Regions from separate parts of the Mus musculus genome. Here region 2 is linked to region 1. Evidence: chromatin contacts called from public HiChIP or PLAC-seq data. All regions are on one chromosome and are shown on one strand. The core of a region is the stretch at or near the end of the contact, and the rest is flanking DNA. Distances in the headings are between cores, read along the strand shown.

Region 1 (4,106 bases), core at 1,472-3,971:
AGCAGACCTAGAATAGAATTCCAACCTCAAGGCTCTCTGGCTTTTAAACCCCTCCTGTGCCATTTCAGGGGAACCGGGTTTTTTGTTTTTTGTTTTTTAAAGAAAAAGTCTGCCTCAACCTGGCAGCCTGCCTCAGCCTCTCAAGTGCTGGGGTTAGAGCCACCAGCCGAATTGGCTTCTAATTATATTATTGTTGAGTTAGAAATTTGGGGAGTTAGCTAGGAAATTAATGTCAAAGTGGTAATTTGAATGTAGAAGATCACATTATTTAGTAACTTTGGCATGGCCCTCAGAACCACTAATAGATATAATGAGCAGCTTTGTATCATAGTTTTCCAAAAATTAATAGTACCAGAGAGTGATATTAAAAGAAAAATTAAGCTCTCACCTGCCAACCCATTTCAATGAAATTTTAACACATCCAAGGAAAATTTGTAAATTTTTTTCACACCCCCTAGTCAGGTTATCTAGAATGCCTGCTTAGGGGATGAACACATGATATAAACCTTATTTATCAAGAGGAAAATGCATTCATGCTTTTTTTTTATATGAAAATGAGCTAGAATAATTCCTTGCCCAGTCTCCTGCCTAGACACACAGCTCACCCTCATCCTGGCTCACCCGCCTGGCTCCACTTCAGTCCACGTCCACAGACCCGTCCTCTTTCCTGTGGTTTGCTGCACAGTTCAGCTCGACTGTCAGTCAGGCAATAGCGTAGTCTACCCCTTAACAAAAGTCTTCCTCCGGGATCTCATCACAGCTGGGAGAGGGGAAAGTGCATCTCACCCGGGTACTTCACAATTCAGGCTCTGCGCAGGGGTGTGTGTGTGTGTGTGTGTGTGTGTGTGTGCGTGCATGTGCAGGTATGTGTGCAGGCATGTGTCAGAGGACAAGTTAAAGGGATTGGGTTTCTCCTTCCATCATGTGTTGATGCCACGGAAGTGTTTCTCTTTCTGTCTTCCTAGCCAAGAGCAGGGTGTAAGTATCCACTTCTTGTGGTCTTCAGCATCCTTCAACGAGACACTGAAGTTCCCTTAATATAAAGCCTGCCTTCCTGATTGCTTATCTCTAGATAGTTCATCTTTGTTTAAAGTGATTTAAAATGGTGCTGCATCGTAGTCTAACTCATGCTTGGTTTGTTTAGTTGTTGTTGTTGGGGGGGGGGGGTGGTGGTGGTGGTGGTGATGGTAGTGGTGTGTGGAGCTGTCTGTCTTACTGTTTCCAATGAGTTTTCACTTGATTCATTTAGATTTTTAGATTCATATTCATGTATCTGTAAAAGAAAAAAAAAAGATTGCTTTGCCTGTCTTCTAGTTTTTATTTCTCTTAACTTTTGCCTCTTACCTAATAATTCAGGCCTACTTAGTATGAGCTGATTATAGTGAGTGTGTCTGTCTTACACTGACTTTTCCCTCTTTCTTTCTTTCTTTCTTTCTTTCTTTCTTTCTTTCTTTCTTTCTTTCTTTCTTCCTCCCTCCCTCCCTCCCTCCTCCTATCTCTCTCTCTCTCTCTCTCTCTTTCTTTCTTTCTTTCTTTCTTTCTTTCTTTCTTTCCTTAACAATCTGTGTATTCCAGGCTGACCTCACATTTACTATGTAGCTGAGGATGGCACTGAATTCTGATCTCCTGTCTCTACATCCCAGTGTTGTCAGAGCTGAACTGTGTGACTCTTTTTTTTTTAATTATTTTTTTATTGGTTATTTTATTTATTTACATTTCAAATATTATCCCCAATCCCAGTTTCTCCTCCACAAACCCCCTCTCCCCAAACTGTGTGACTCTTATGCTCAGAAGTTTAAGAGAGTACATGTTGTGCCCCTCCCCACCCCCCAGAACTGGATTCTGTGCTGTGTGGTCGCTGCCGCGGATCTGTCCTGCACTGGGTCCATCGTGCATGTGCTTTCAGTTATCCCATCTGCAGCCTCCAAACTTTCAAACATCTGAATCTAGTTCTCACCCTAACAAAAGATGGAGATTCTAGAGAACCACAATCAGTGAAGAACAACCACCCTGTCACCCCGAGTGAGGTGAAGCAAGGAGGCTGACTGTCCAGTGTTTCTAGCCTTTCCCCCTTGGTGCTCCACCAGAGCGTGTGACCACAACCCAGTGGGCTTCCCTGGGGCCAACCACTCTCAGAGTTGGTTCCTGGTGCGTGGCAGAGTCATAGGGAGAAGCGTCTTGGACATGCTGGATAGATACAGTGCTCACAGATGCTCTCACTGGTCCTCCTGAATCTGTCAGCAACTGCTCAGGCCTGGCCTCGTGACGGTAAAGGACAGCTGTAATCTTGCCTACCTGTATTGCTTTTCTTTTGCTTCATATCAAAAGTTTCATAAGCTTAGCAGCCTAAGTAGCTCCCGTTTGTATCTCACGGACTGTGTCAGGAGTCTGGATAGGTTCTGCAGGCTTCTCTGCTCAGGGCCTTTCAGGGCCAAAATCAAGGTGGTAGGCTGGCTTGGTCTTACCGGAATGCTGCCGGGAATTATCCACTTGTAACTTGTTTAGGCTGTTGGCAGAGTTACCTTTCAGCTGTAGGTCTAAGGGTCCCATTTTCTTGCTGGCTGTCAGCCGGGCCACCTTTTCTCCTATAGACCATCCATGATTCTACTCACAGGACTCTTCCATCTTCTGGCCAAAAATGTCCCATCAGGCCCTTCTCTTGCTTCCTGCTTCTCTGACTTTCTCTTTTGCTGCCAACCAAGGGAACGGACGGGGCTGGGGGTAGGGAGGATGCTTCTGAAAGTTTGTGGTTAGATTAGACCCAGAGGTATCTCTATTAGCTATAAACATAAAGTAACCCTGGAGAGGAGAGGCGACAGGGATGAGTTTTCAATTTTGCAGGCTACTGTCCACTTCAAATTCAGATAAGGAAGGTGGGCCATCCTTTCCTTACGGATTTACTCAGTTGACCCTCCTTTAATAGGTAACCCTTTCCAGGGAGTATTTATGGCTGCCATTTGGTGATCCTCTTAGAACCTTGCATGCAGCGTGTTGAGTACTGCTGTGCTCTCCTGGGTATATGCCCTGCTGAGCCATGAATTAAAGGATCTCTGCTCTCTCCTGATGGGGAACCTTTAAGGAAAATGGGGCTTTGTAGGACATCACTGAGGGCGAGTCCTTGAAAGAGACTATGGGACACTTGTGTGTTCCTCTTGTGTCTTTGGGCTTCTTGACTGATGGGCCACACTTCCACCCTGATGTGCTGCCTCACCAGAGGCCCAAAGGGGAGGGGCCTGGGTGGGGTGCACTTGATCACAGACCAGAACCTCCAAACCATTAGCCAAAACAGCTATTTACTCAGCATGTTAATTGCCTCAGGAGTGTCATCATAGTGAGAGGAAGCTGGCTACAGAAATATTTGTCCAGTGAGCTGCTTTCTGCTTAATGAGTTGTCAGATCAAACAATGACTCACATTATTCCACAACAACTCACAACAGTGTCACTCTTTGCTGTTTGGAGTGTTTGTGAAGCTCTGTTTATTTATGATCAACCAGAGACTAAACAGTAGGCACGTGTGAAGTCAGTGAACTTCCTCAAAACAACTTAAAAGTAGCTACATTATAATAAAATTAACATTTTTAGAGGAAAAAATCCATTAATGAGAGAAAAGTGCATTCCAGAGAACCCTCACTTTTAAAGCACTCGATTGCCAGGTTCTCTAAAGAAACTGGAGGGACCTCAGAACTGCATAGAACAATAAAGAAACTATGGGAAAGTCATTTATAATGTAAAATGTTGGAAGACTGGATGTATATAGTACAACTTAACCGCAGCCGAGTAGAGATATCAATGTTGGAAACAGAAGTCATAGACAGAGTCCATTTCTTTGATAGGAACTGGGTCTCCTGTAAATGCTGCAGCCCAGGAACTGATCCTCACTCGCCAGCCAGCACACGGCAGCCGATCCTCACTCACCAGCCAGCACGCGGCAGCTAGGCAGTGCTGTGGGCCCACTCTCAGAGTTGAATACACGTGCCAGCTTCTCTTATTTGCACCCTTACCTTTTAACCGTTCTTGTGCATAGAGCTGAATTCACACTATCTGTCTTGTGTGACAGTTTTGAAGATTAGTGAAAATGTACAAGCTGCATGGCACACAGATCATA
Region 2 (3,980 bases), core at 1,185-3,684, 130 kb before region 1:
TGTCTGCCTCCTCCCCCAATAAGCCTATTTTAAGTTGAAAATGTATTTAGTACACCTGACTTCCTGAACAATGTAACTTGATTTTAGAGAGTCTCCCCTAACCCACAACTGTATATAATTGTTTAATAACATGTTTTACAATAAAGGGTAAATTTGTAATAAACTGTAGACTCTCTATATAATTTATTATCTGTTTCTCAGAAGACAGGAAGAGTGTGAAATCCTCACCTGATGTAGTCATGTTACACAGACTTACACTTACGTGTCTTACCACTCTAGTGGCCAAGTGTATTTAAAATATACAGCAAATGTGTCTCCTTAGCGCAGTAAGGAGCATCGGTGTCATGAAATATCCATTTTGTGGCAGTCTGTAAGGTTGATATCTCACAGTAGATGCATATGCTTACAAGTCTGTCTCTCCATAAGGGGCCAGAAAGTCGAGAATGGTGATATCTGATCTAATTATCTCTGCCCTACCCTGCACATCTAGTTCATCACGGTCTACGTTGTAGGTTTACAAACAGACCCACTGGAGAAATGAACAGATGCTAAGACCTGCTGGGTTTTCCCCAGTAGCTTTCGGGAGAGTACCCGGTGTCCTTACCGTAGTGGGAGGAGTCTGTATGCCTGTGCACTACTTAGTGAAGCTGCTCCGGGTTATTGCAGACAGCGTTGTTTAGGTACAGCTACTACAGTAACACTTGTGTACTTAGGGTTGTGATTTTGTTGTTGTTGTTGTTTGTTTTGTTCTCCATGTCTGATTTTGTTGTGAAGAAAAAGCTCACAATGTGTGGTTTAATTTTTTTTTTTCAGTTTACTGAGATTTGTGTTTTGGTTCAGAATATTTTTTTAATGGTAACCGTTTCTTGATCATTTGCAAAGTAACACATTCTGTTATTATTGAGTGGGAGTTTCTAAGTTAATTTGGTCAGATTTGTAGGCAAATTAGGTAGGTAGGTGGTTTTTTAAAATAGCATTTTTTATTCATTTTCTCATGTATTGAGAGAGCAGCGTTGAGCCCTGTGACAGTGTCTGCTTCCCCTTGAGGTCCTGTCACCCCTTCTTTATGTTCCCAAGCTCTGTTACTCGGTGCATAAACATTTAGAAATTCTTTAAAAAAAATAGAGAAGAATGTCTACTGTATTCTTTTGACATGTTGGTATTTTAATCATAAAATTGCCTTCTTTATTCTAGTAGGCCTTTGTGCTCTGTCTGGTGTTCATCCACCATGCTGTCTTTCTTTGCACAGTGTTAATAAGCCATATATTTTCTGAACCTTTTACCTGTTAACCTTTGTGCATTTTTATATTTAAGTGGGGTTTGTTCTTTTTAGATAGAATGTGGTTGTGTTGCTTTATTAATTCTTTGATAATTCCATACATGTCCACAGTGTGTCTTGATCATAGCTGACTCCTCCCCCACACCCTTCCTCCTCCGCAACACAGCCCCTCCCACCTTGATGTTCCCCTTGCGTATCTAGTGGGATAGGCTCTGCCCACTGAGTGGGATGCTTATCCAGGTCTTAGGCTTTTTCTTAGCAGCTCTGGGTCCTGAAGCAAGGATTGTGAGCAAGCAGGGAGAGCTCTGTGTTGAGCTGAATTCCAGACCATTTTAGTTCCCATTCATTGATACTGTTGCTGAATTTACGTTCCACCTGGTATCTGTGCTCACTTTAACCCACTGTTATTAGTCTCTTTCTTTTTTATAGGCTCCTTGGGTTTTTATGACTTGTCTTCCCAGCTCTGTTGTATCGTTGCTTTCAAGTTTATAATGTGGGATTTACATGCTCACAGGTTGCTTTTCTTCTATCCCAGTGCAGTGGTTTGGCTAAGTACCCTCAGCAGCCTACCCTGGAGAGGATTGGTTGCTAGACAGTGGTGCTCCTGGGGCACAGGAGGACTATTACCCGGTGCAGCCTAGTAGATAAAAGTTGGGTCATGGAGTGAGTCATTGGTAGGAAGACTAACACTCCAACCCCTCCTGTATCTCTTTTTATTTGTAAAACAAATAGAGAGGTGCCCATGAGGTGACATTTTCTTCAACTGTGGCCTGCCACCATGGTGGAATTCCTCATCAGAGGCCCAGAAACAACTGGCCAGGTGACTGCACTGAAACTCCAAAAGTGTGACCCCAAACTCACCTTTCTGTCCTAGAGCTAGGTCATCTCATGTATTTCCTTACAGTGATAAAAAGCTAAGACTCCAGTGAAGTTGCGCTACTTTTAGGTACTTTCTTTCATTACAAGCCTCAGAATACTTATGCAGAGCTGTTGTTTTTTCTGTCAGCAGTTGACTACATCAGAAATGCTTTAGCATTGTTGAGCCCTGTGGGTAAGAGCGGAGGAAGCAGGCGATTGATTTTGTCATTGTGCAGACAGCACATACAAATGTAAACGGTGTGAGTCAGTTGTACCTGTGCAGATGCCACGGCCATGCTCGTGGAGACACATGGGTTTGCATGGTGAGGTGTGTGGGTGTGCTGCTAGCATAGCTCAGCATTCTGTTATGTCCGCAACTTCTCTCTTAGAAGCAGGTTTATACTCTAAAGTGAACACGGGCACCAGCGATGGGTATTTACTGTTGGTGGCTCTTCAGGCTGTGCTAACTCTATGTGCTGTTTATTCTTTTACAACACTCAGTACATTAGGCTTACTTATATGCAAGCATCACAAGGAACATACTATAAATTGTGGCACAGCATTAAAATAGCTCAGGTATCCCATGGAAGAAGAATTTTCTAGCTCTGTTAGGTTTTGAGGGGTCACCATTGTTATGTTCAGGCCAGCACTGATGGACACACTGCTTGGTGGCCCATGACTAAAGGACAAGGTCGTGTCTGTCCACACACTTACTCTTGATGATGCTTTTCATTCCTGGATTCAGGGACGCATCTCCATCTGGAACCATTTTCCCTATGTCTGAAATATTTCCTTTTGTATTTTTTTGTGGTACATTTTAGTTGGTAATTGAAAACTTTCAGTATGTCTGAAAACATCTTTGTATTTTTCTCATTTTGAAGGATATTTTGCTGGACATGGAATCTAGGTTAAGCTTTTGTTTTTTGCTTTTTAATTCTTTAAAGGTTTTGTTCCATTGTCCAGGCATCTTAATATATCCTTCCTATGTGGGGGGCTTTTTCTCAGGCTGATTTTAAGGTTTTGTTGTTGTTGTTTTTTATTTTTATTTTATTATTATTTTATTTATTTATTTATTTATTTATTTATTTTTTGGTTTTTCGAGACAGGGTTTCTCTGTGTAGCCCTGGCTGTCCTGGAACTCACTCTGTAGACCAGGATGACCTCTAACTCAGAAATCCGCCTGCCCCTGCCTCCCAAGTTCTAGGATTAAAGGCGTGTGCCACCGCTGCTGGGCTTGTTTTTGCTTTTAACTACTGATAGCAATTTGATTATGATGTCCCTTGGAACAGTGTTTTGTTTTGTTTTTTTAACAAAGATATTTTATAATATTTTTGTGTACTTTATACATGTGGGTGCACAACACATCTGTATATGCATACATGGCCACAGGTTGAAGTCCTGTGAGGTTTTTTGCTTCTCTGCTTGTTTGGAGTTGTGTCTTATTTGGTTAGGCTGGCTATCCAGTCAGCCCTGGATCCTCCTGCCTCTCCCTTCTAGCACCGGGGTTACAGAGTGTGCTGCCCCGCTGTGCTCTTGCGTAGGAATCAGGGATCTAGCCTCAGGTCCTCTCAGGCCCTCCTGCTGTGTGGCAAGGCCCTCGCCCAGTGTGCCATCTCCCCAGCCTGTCCTTTCCTTTTTATGTATGGGATTGCTTAAGATTCTTGAATCTCTAGGCTTATAATAGTTATTAAAATTGGAAAATTTTTAACTAATAATTTTTGGAAGTATTGTTTTTTTTGTCTCCTCTTATATCTGCTATTTGCCCTTTTTGGATTTTGCTCAGTTGTCTGATGGTTCCTGGAACTCATGCCTCTGCACATAGGTGCTTCCTTGTTTTGATTTT

Evidence for each region. HiChIP or PLAC-seq counts read pairs in DNA pulled down with a chosen protein or histone mark.
Region 2: an H3K27ac HiChIP or PLAC-seq map of regulatory T cells shows a contact between it and region 1, with 4 times the contacts expected there. The contact joins two enhancer-like sites. A contact is called at or near these places in 7 of 484 Hi-C or Micro-C datasets (the G1E-ER4 cell line, bone marrow-derived macrophages, embryonic fibroblasts and 3 more), 7 of 115 datasets of contacts at active chromatin or transcription factors (astrocytes, embryonic fibroblasts, embryonic stem cells and 4 more) and 1 of 9 other capture datasets (embryonic stem cells).

The regions. Positions count from the first base shown.
Region 1 is chr7:98,912,361-98,916,466 of GRCm38.p6, reverse strand. The region is part of intron 13 of Uvrag (UV radiation resistance associated gene); the gene reads left to right. Among named protein-coding and RNA genes, the nearest start is that of Gm33827, 38 kb to the right of the region's middle. Within about 2 kb of position 2,721, at least 17 of the 459 cell types and tissues checked have an H3K27ac peak or open chromatin away from gene starts, as enhancers often do. A contact at or near this core is called in regulatory T cells, where this site is marked.
Region 2 is chr7:99,038,570-99,042,549 of GRCm38.p6, reverse strand. The region is part of intron 6 of Uvrag (UV radiation resistance associated gene); the gene reads left to right. Among named protein-coding and RNA genes, the nearest start is that of Uvrag, 100 kb to the left of the region's middle. Within about 2 kb of position 2,434, at least 20 of the 459 cell types and tissues checked have an H3K27ac peak or open chromatin away from gene starts, as enhancers often do. A contact at or near this core is called in regulatory T cells, where this site is marked.